2 separate regions of the Gasterosteus aculeatus genome follow, and region 2 is linked to region 1. The links are chromatin contacts, called in public Hi-C maps. All regions are on one chromosome and are shown on one strand. Each heading gives the region's core, a stretch centred on a gene start, on an enhancer-like site or on the middle of the called end of the contact. The rest is flanking DNA. Distances are from core to core; before and after follow the strand shown.

Region 1 (4,728 bases), core at 123-2,622:
GGAAATACAGCACCGGGAGGTTAAGAAGCCGCGTGGTGCGTTGTGAGAAAGGGAGGAGCGCAGCCGAAAGAGGCGGTTAGGTTTTGTGTTTTAACTTTTAGCCACAAGCATCGTGGGTTTGGCAACACTGTTTAGGAACTCAGCTGTGATGGGAACGAGAGATAGGAGGACAACTCAGACGATGACAGGGTAGGATTCCGGTTTTCTGTTGTTTTTTTTTGTCACCAACACAGTGAAAACCATGAGCAGTGTGGACATGCGAAAGCAACCAGTACAGTGATGTTATGGGCAAACAGTCAAAAGTCAAACATGCCTTCTTGTCAGAGCAGACACGAGAGAAACAGATCCACATCCGTCACCGAGGTGACTTCATTTTTTTTCTAAACACTTAAAATCTCACAGCACAGTCTTTTTTTTTTCCCCCTCTAACAATACAAGCCTGATGTTTTTTGCTATACGTTAGATTCCTCTAGTCTCTGGCAAGGCCCTACAGTAAAACTACCTGTCGAAACTGCCTCTGAGCGTCCTGCAGTTTTTGTTGTTTTCCTGCTTTGTCAGAGGCACCCGGCGACTGCCTGGACTTCGCAGACAAAGGGACGGGCATCCGACTAGTAGGGGAAGCGACACTGGTGTTCTGCAAGGGGATCCAAACGAAAAACAAAAGAAGAAATAAAACAAAAGAAAGAAAAAAAAACACACACACACCACAAAGGAAGTATGAAAAGTCAAGGCACTGACAGGTAACGCCTCAACGATTAACACCAGTGAAAGATCATGCACCCAGTGGGACCATACACCTTTAAGTCAACACACAGCAGTACATGCAGTCAAGAATAAGGAAGATATCAGAGCTTAATCATCACGAGAGGGTTTTTGATGATGGATTTGCTGAAAACCTCAGGAGGTTTAAGCAATGAACTCAAGGAGACACACGGTAGCCAGGAACCCGACCAAAGGACCCCCAAACATGTCACCATGATTTCACAGAAAGAGAAAGCCTTGGGGGGCATTTCCAAAAATGTCCAAGCACCTGTGGAGTGGATTAATGATTTTGTGATTTCAGTGGTTAGGATTGGAGTGAAGGTAGGTTGTAAACTGAAAAAGTAGGAACCAAAGCCTCCCCGGAGGAACAAGAGCTAGAGAGTGACCTGTCGTACGGTGGTGGGGGCACTGGGGACAGTGGTGGTGGTGATGGTGGTGCTGGTGGTAGTAGGGAAGACTACAGGGCGAGGAAGGAGTTGAGGTTTAATCTTCTTCAGCAGTGGATTTTTGCTGGGTACCTTAGCGCCTGGCCCTCTGGAGGTGGGGAGAGAGGAAGACCTCTTCAGCCCCACTCCTTCCGAGCTTTTCCCGCACTCCGCTTCCTCCGTGCCGACCGGCTCCCCGGGGGACTGCGGCCCCATCTCACTAATGGTGGTCTCCAGCTGCTTGATGGTCTGCTCCAGGCTGTCCAGTGTCTTGTAGGTGTTCTTCCGGATCTCGTCCGTCCTGTGGAGGGAGTCGGACTTCTGCCTCTTCGGCGCGGCTGAGCGCGTCGCCTTGTGTGCGTCCGATACGGACTTTGAGCGCGTGATCTCAAATCTCTTCGCTTCTTTGTGCTGTTTGATGGTACCGTCGGATTCCTCCTCATCTTCGTACACGACCACCTGCAAAGTCTTCTTTCCGGACTTGGTGCCCGAGCGAATTGCCTGGCTCAGGGCCGCCAGTTGCTTCTTGGGGAACTTAAATTTGAACTTCTTCTTGACATCCTGCTTGCCGTCGCCGTTTGACTCCAAATTCATCCCGCCCTCGGTGAGCTCGGGGATCGACGACGAAGACGAGGATGACAAGCTGGTGTGGTCGGCGGCGACCTTCGGAGGAGTGACGGCGACCACCGCCGCTTTAACCTGCCCGCCCCCCCTCTCGGTGTCCGACTCCTCGCTCTCCTCCTCGATGCACTCCGCCGCCAGCATCCTGTCCATTTCCTCTTCGCATTCAAAGACGGTGGACAGGCGCTTGTACGCGGACCGGATGTCCATGGGCTCGTCAAAGATGATGATGACGGGCTTCTTGTTGAAGCCGTTATCCTGCGGCGCGGTGGGTTCTGCGGTCGGGCTGCCCCGGTAAGGCGCATTGCCTAAAGTAAAAGTCTGGAAGTCGTTTCCCTTTTTGGCGTCGACCAGTTCCTGGTACTCGCCACGGGAAAGGGCCTGAACTTTGGTGTTGGTGATCATAAAGGCTATGTTGTCGGGGGGCGGGGGCGGCTCTTCTCCAGGCAAGTCCGGACTGAGACTCGCCCCGTCATGATACTCCTCAAGGTTAGAGTCGGATGTTGGTGGATCGCTGCCCTCGCCTGGAGGCTTTTTTGGTGGAGCAACAGAACTTTTTGGCGCCTCTCGTACGGCGGCGGTCGTTGTGGTAGCCGCAGCCTCGGGTATTATCATTTTACTATAATCAACACGTTGCTGGATAGCTTTACTTTTCCTTTCAGTATTCATTTTATTGAGGTTCTTTCCCTTCTCCATTTCTGCACTGGTCTTCAAGGACTCAGCGCGTTTGACTTGCGTCCTTGGAAGTTTGAACCCTTTCAGTCCCACGGGCTTGGGTGATATAGGTGGAGGTGTGACAGGTGGTGGTGATTTGGGTGGTGGAGACTGTGGCGGCGGCTGCTGCTGCTGCTGCTGCTGCTGCTGGCTTGGAGAATTGTCGTTAACATTGACATTTGACACCTGTGATGGAGGCTGTGTGGGCTCCCGGTGTTCGGGGGTTTCCTCTGTTCCTGACGGGGGCGGATGCTCTTTGGGAATCTGACCGGTCACATAGTATATGACCTGAGAAATGAAGAAGTAGCTGTTTAAAATGTCTCACATCTAGAACATACATTACTTATACATCAATGATATGTGAATAATGCAAAGTCATGCGTACCCCTTGGCTCTGTCGGACAGTGGTATTCCCATTTTCATCTATGTCTGGATCTTTATCATCTCGAGTGGGCTCAGAGCTCTGCTAGGACAGTGCGTGAGGGAATAATATTACTGTGCAACTGGTGTGTCTGGTTGCTGTGGGATTAGTGCGAGTTCACATTGCAGTAGTATCCACAGTGTCAACACTGCATTGAACAATTACCTTCTGCAAGGCAACAGCAAACTATAAATAGCGTGTAAACTGATATGCACGCTATGACATCATGTTTATATGCCGTTATGATACTAAATGCCACACATCAAAATGCATTCAGGGAAATTAATATAGTTTAAAAAGCTGATAACACAAGAAAATCAGCTTCTTTCTTTTTTTGTATACCTTTCCTACTAACCTTTATAATTCCCTTTCCTATTTTGTTCATATGTTATTTACTGTTGACACTATGCAAATAAAACACTACTTTCACTTCAGTGAAATCATTTGGGTCATGATCTGTGCAACATTAGCTAATTATTATTTACAGTAATTCAACTTAAATACTACGAAACCGTTACTTTCAATTGATCAAATGTGTCCGCTATGACATATCCGTCCTCTTTGCACATCAATTGACAAAAGCTTTTTGAATGTACATATCGTTTGAGCTGATGTGAGAAGTCATAGGGTTGTGCTGGTAATAAAGGGGTGAAGCTGGGAAAGCGAACTGAAGTGAAGTTATGCAAAGACAAAGAGAACCAGAAAAGTACGAGTGGTGGAAAGTAACATGCATTGTGGCCAGACTGACCTCGAGTGAACCAAGTCTGCAAAAACAAGATGTGTCCTCAACGTGACTTTTAACTGCTCTCTCAATTGTCAATCATTTAAGAGATATTTGTTCTGTTGAATTTCTATGAAGACGTGTAATTAAAGAAAGACACAAGACGATTGAATTGCCTGTAGAAAACAGTGCCGAGGTCTTTTTATTGACAAGAGATGGTTAAATCAGTGGCAAAACACATCGTGGTCTGGTCCGGGCGCACAAAAGACACCGCATCTTTTCAGAAGCTTCATTTTATGCAGACTTAATCCTGAAATATATTTAAGCTTAGATATCCAGTTGAATCAAAACAGGGAAGGAAACCGAGGCGAAAAGGAAAAAGGAGCTTTTTGGAGGCAGTTGTTACAGGTTTCTCTCAAGACAAAGCAGGGGTGCAGAAGTTGTGGAGCGGGTTAAGACGCAGCCATCGCTTGTGTCAGACAGCGGGCAGAGGCAGGCGGTTAGGTCGGTAGCCGCGCGGCGGTGGATAATTTACCTTTTTCTCTTTGAGGGGCAATAAGGCCCCCGGTCTTAGTTCTCTGATTTGCGGTTCAATTCGAGAGGTTGGTTCTACCAAATTTTTCACCCCTACGTCCTTAACCGTGCACTTCTGGAAAACCTGAAGATTGGAGAAAGGTGAAGGGGAAATGGGAACAAGGATTTTGAGGAGGAGGAGGACGTTTGAGTATCGTCGCCTTTGTCGGCTGTAGAACCCGACAGGTGACAAAGAGTTAACTCTTGCTGCAGCTTTGAGTGCTCGTCCTCTGCCACCACAAAAAAAACAGCCAGCATGGGAAGAAGTGACAGACCCACTCCCGCAATGCAGAAACCAACCAAATCCAGCAGGTGTTGTATGTGTGCGCGTGTACATATGCATCTAACCTGGAGCTCTGCCATGATCTTGTCGCCTTCGTCCTCCTCTTCCCTGGTAGCGAGAGGAGTGACCGGGGGAGGGGTGGCTGGCTTGGGCTTGGTCTCTGGACGAACCGTGTTGGGCTTTGGTTGGGGACTCGGCGGTGGAGTGT
Region 2 (4,709 bases), core at 1,238-3,737, 75 kb after region 1:
GATAGCGACTCAAGGTTGTGCCTTTTATCGGAGTGTGGAGCTACAACAACAGCAGCAGGAGCAGCGTGTTACTTTTGGGCAGAGAAGGCCGCAGCCTTCCCTTAAATCTCTAACCCTTAAGGGACGGGCTTTTAGTCCGCAGTCAAACAGCTGTTTAGTCTCTCGGGGGGGCCTGACTATTTCCAGGAGGATCAGCGTCTTCAACGGGACAGACGGCCCGGCCGACCCACCACGGCACTTCCCACCTCATCCACGGCGACAGGAACGTCACCCGAGGTCAATAAGAAGCTCACATTAAGTGCAATGAGTGAAGTATCTACAGAAAACGACTTAATGCAACCAAACGGATTGAACAGAACATTTGGGCGGAGAGACATAAGAGTCGAAAGTTGAAGCGCTCCACCCTTTCTTCGCGAGAATTGATACCAGACGGACGGGAAAGCGGGAGTCCACCTCAGCGTTCGGCCGTCCAATCCACGCCGCGTATCCTCCTCCAACCAGAAACTGTTGACATAGTCTTCGCATATCTATCGCTGGGAACCGGAGATGATAAACATCAGAGTGCAGCTGTCTGGGACGTAAAGCAGCCCACTGAAAGACGCACGACGGTAACTCATTAAATGTGCAGCCCCCACAGGCGGAGAGTCTGCAACGAACAGACCGTTAGGAGATGGATCCCCCCCCCCCTTTCACGGATGGGTTAGAACGTCCACGTAGCGACAGCTGGAAGACGGGCCTGAGCACAGAGCCGCCACGGCCCAACGTACCACAAAGTCTAGCCTGGTGTCGAATGCCAACGTTATCAATAACCCTGAGAAAAAGATGTTGCAGTACTTTCACCGGCGTGAGACGGGAGACACAACAACGGCCAAACGGTCCAAAACACAGATGTCGCTCCGTACTGCTTTCACTGAAGTAAATGAAACGGAACCATCAGCAGAGCCTCATCAGAACCAGCAGCTCACATCTGCATCTAGGATTAAACCACGATGAGCTGTCAGAGAGCTCCATGCGCCCATGCGTGTCTCGTGTCTCTTGATTGAAAATGAAGGATTTTGGATCTGAGGGACAGAGAAGAGGCTGAAATCGGGGCCCAACTGTCACCCGCATCCGGACGTCACGTCTCAGTGAGAAAGTGTTGTCTGCTGCCGAGGCGTCCGTCCTGTGCTCCCGTGCGCACAGCGTAGGCCTGACCTGCACACACCATCAGCACTTTTCGCCCTGCTGCTCACATGCGTGTCAGTGGCTGACATTGGCATAACACACACACACACACACACACACAAAAAGGAAAATCAGACTGATAAAACATCTTCCATTATATATATATATATATATATATATATATAATGTACTTCCAGGATCTTGTACATGTGCCTTCATGGAACGCTAGGTATGCTCCTCTGCAGGGCTTTGCACCAAACGGGCAATTTCCCATCGCGTCCTTGTTCACGTCTCCCGTCACTCAACCTGTCACCATGGAGATGAGCTCAGCTTCTCAGTGTCTCGCGCTGTAGTGCAAACGCTGCAGCAGAGGCAGGCACCGCTGACTCTGTCGCGCCTCACATGCAATGACATCTTCAGAAAAGACACATCTTGTGCTTTAAAAAAAAGGCGAAAACGCCCCGAGTGCGTTATAACGGCCACTGTTATACGCGTCGTACTTGCCTGGGAGGCCGCGAAGTGGTCACTAAATGCACCCTCAAGGTGAGCGCCACCTTACTGAGACAGAGCATGAGGGGGGTGTTACACTCCCTGAGGATTTAAAAGTTAGCAGCAGCCCGTAAAAGGGCAACTGACACCTCAGATAAGGGGACTGAATGGGATGAGACCACTGTGAAGATGTGGGTGAGGGGTCATCGCACAGTCTCCACAAACCGGTCACGCATGGGGAGCAGAATTACATTTCCTCAAAGACATGAGAGCAAAATAACTTTTTACGGAAAATTGGAGGAAATCGAATCTTTTACAATTTCCCTTTGATGGAAATTAATGAAAAATTTGGCAACAATGGTAGTTATAAAACATCTATTGAACACAACCGTCTTCTTCAAGGCAGCTCGAGTGTGGTGAATAATTACACTTACATGAGGTCTAAAATGAAAATAACATACTGTAGTAACACAAACACCAGTGCTGAATGTGAAGTCACTATGAAATGATTGACGGCTAAAGAGGGAACCTCTGAAAATAAGCTTTACAAGTTTCCCAGATCATCCTTAGAGGTGAAATCAAGGTCAGCGCTGATCAATAGTCACTTACTGTGGCATTTGGGACTTCCTTTCATCTCACTCGGAGGAAGGTCCGCGAACTGCACCCGGTGTCCCGACATCGTCACCGGCCACAGCTCCCGGGTCAGAGCCGCGCGACCGCCGACCGCGTCCTCCGGTCTCCGGGTTTAGTTTTCCAAGTGTCCGGCAACTTCCGAGCACGAGAACTGCGTCGAAGGTGTGAACCGCGTGCACAGCGCACTTCCACTGGAGTCTGGAAGGGGCGGGGGGGGGGCACGAGGGGAAGGGGAGGGGGGGGGGGGGGGGTCCCGGCAGCGTGTGTGCGCGCTGACCGCGTGCCAGTACTGCGGCTCGGCTCGGCCCGCCTCTCGCCGGCCCTGCGCTGTGCAGCCCGACCCGCTGTGGACCGCAACGGGGGAAGGAACCGGGACAAATCACCTCCTGCATTAAAAAATGTTTTTTTTGGGGTTTTTTTTTCAAAACTTAATGTCCACATGACTGCAGGGTTACGTCATCGCTTTCGTGGAGAAAATATCCATTACGAACCCATCATCGAGCTGAAGGAGGAGGTTGAATACTGATGGTTTTATGGAAAGAGATGAAGACCAGGAGGGAAACGCGGTTTACAGTTCTGTGGTTCGGAGGCGACACAGTGTTCTGTATTTAATTAATTGGACAAATAACACAAACGCCCCAAATCGATAATTCCCCTCATTAACTTACCACAATATTTAACATTGTATTTCCTTTTTTTTAAAGCTTTGTTAAGGCCATAGGTCCAAATACCAGGTCCCAATCATTTTAAGTAGACACAAATTCCTTTCATATTGGTTTATCTAAATGTTTCTTGTGGGCCACAACGCCACCTAGTGGCGATTGTGCTGAATTGTAGGCCTGCGGGTCACAGCATTCATCTGCCTTCTCAAGTAGGTTTTATTCCATAATATCCGTCATGTTTCCGAAGAGATTTTCGTTTCACTCTCCCAATCCTATTCATTTTTCGAGCTCATTTCCTAACAAACAAATGCACATTACAATTCCATAGAGGTGGGAAAAGGTACTTTACAACTTTGATAAGAGATAAGGTCTTTTTTTCTTACAGGATGTTTTACCTGAATCATTTTGCAAAAGGCTAAAACAAAATGCTAAAGAGGAAAACGTTGCTAATATTACAACATAAGGGATAGACATTTTCCTTTCCCTATCCAATACCTGCAGAGCATCAAACAGCAGGCGGACAGACTCCAGCTCCCCCAGGACACATACATGTCATTTAGATGACACTTTTATCCAAAGCGACTTACAATAAGTCCGTTTCAACCAGAGATACAAACTCAGAAGAGCAAGATGACCCGGTTTGGGGTCGGTTGGGATCTGTGTATTAGGACCGCCGTGGCTTAATACACTAAGCACTGCAGCCTGGATCTGAATCAGAGTCACTGCATGTAATGGACTCCAAACATCACTCTTTACTTTAGGACAGCAGGGGGTGACGGACGAGTACTGCACACATCAGTTCGCTGCAGTGCAATAGATGGATCCCATTAAAGCAACATCAAATTCTGCCACCAAGACACCGCGGCTGACATTAACGTTATATATTGAATAGCGCGGTGGTTCATGCAGGAGACAAATAGGGAAGTAATGAGCATGCAAATTAAACATGAAACCATCAAGTTTCTTCATTATTTTATTTAGAAATATCTTGTCAAAAGACTGAAGAGAACTGGAATAACAGAAAAAGAAGCATTGAGTTGTTCTCACAGATGCAAATCAAACTCTCTGGATTTGTCTGATGGGACTTTTGTGCAAAAGAGAGCAGCGTTACAGATATTTAACAGCAGCTGTTTGACAAATAACAGATCAAAGTTCATTTCTGTAATTGGCAATGTTCTATGAAGCACTAACATAAAAAAAACACACAGGTTTGCCAATAAAAAGGCAAATAAATACTCCAAAGCACTTCCTCATTACAGCAACTTATCAGCAAGACGTCAATCCAATCATGTCAACATAACCGCCAAAAACTCTCTCTCACACCTTCCAACACTTCCAGAAACCACTGCCACTAATTTGGCACCGATGTACAAAAAACAAAGTATGTGCACTGCACTGTCTCTGAAGCTATAAATCTTATAAAAATAATACGTTTTAAATCATGTAGACACTGAGCAGAACGAGAGCCTCTGCACTCTACCGGGCGAGTCCGCGTCCTTTAATTCATTCATTTCACGCAGACCCATTTTGCTCAATGTACATTCTGGACAAGGAGGCCGCCATCGACTTGGCCAGTTCCTCGTCCCGCTGCCTCTGCATCTGCGAGCGGCTGCACCAGTCCTCGTACTCGGGGTTGGGGAGACACTCGTCCAGGAGCGCGTCGTAGTGGCCGTTGCTCAGCCAACTCAGCCACACGGCCCCTTTGGAGGCGTCCTCCTGCCCGAGATAGTGCACCATGGTGGAGACGGTGGGGCTCTCCGA

Evidence for each region. A called contact is a pair of places that touch in the nucleus more often than the background predicts.
Region 2: a contact with region 1 is called in a Hi-C map of whole body, with 5 times the contacts expected there. The contact joins the promoter of kiaa1217 here to the enhancer-like site in region 1. A contact is called at or near these places in 5 of 6 Hi-C or Micro-C datasets (liver, skeletal muscle, tail fin and 1 more).

Annotation. Positions count from the first base shown.
Region 1 is chr21:16,351,404-16,356,131 of fGasAcu3.hap1.1, forward strand. It overlaps kiaa1217 (KIAA1217 ortholog), which reads right to left. Exons shown (of 21, transcript XM_078095919.1): 16 at 4,586-4,728; 17 at 4,200-4,322; 18 at 2,908-2,988; 19 at 1,149-2,810; 20 at 503-634. Among protein-coding and RNA genes, the nearest start is that of LOC120811392, 4.6 kb to the left of the region's middle. Within about 2 kb of position 1,373, at least 1 of the 9 cell types and tissues checked has open chromatin away from gene starts, as enhancers often do.
Region 2 is chr21:16,425,509-16,430,217 of fGasAcu3.hap1.1, forward strand. It overlaps kiaa1217 (KIAA1217 ortholog), which reads right to left and starts at 2,488. Exons shown (of 21, transcript XM_078095919.1): 1 at 2,263-2,488. The coding sequence starts at 2,332. It overlaps otud1 (OTU deubiquitinase 1), which reads right to left. Exons shown (of 2, transcript XM_040166678.2): 2 at 3,906-4,709. The coding sequence ends at 4,461.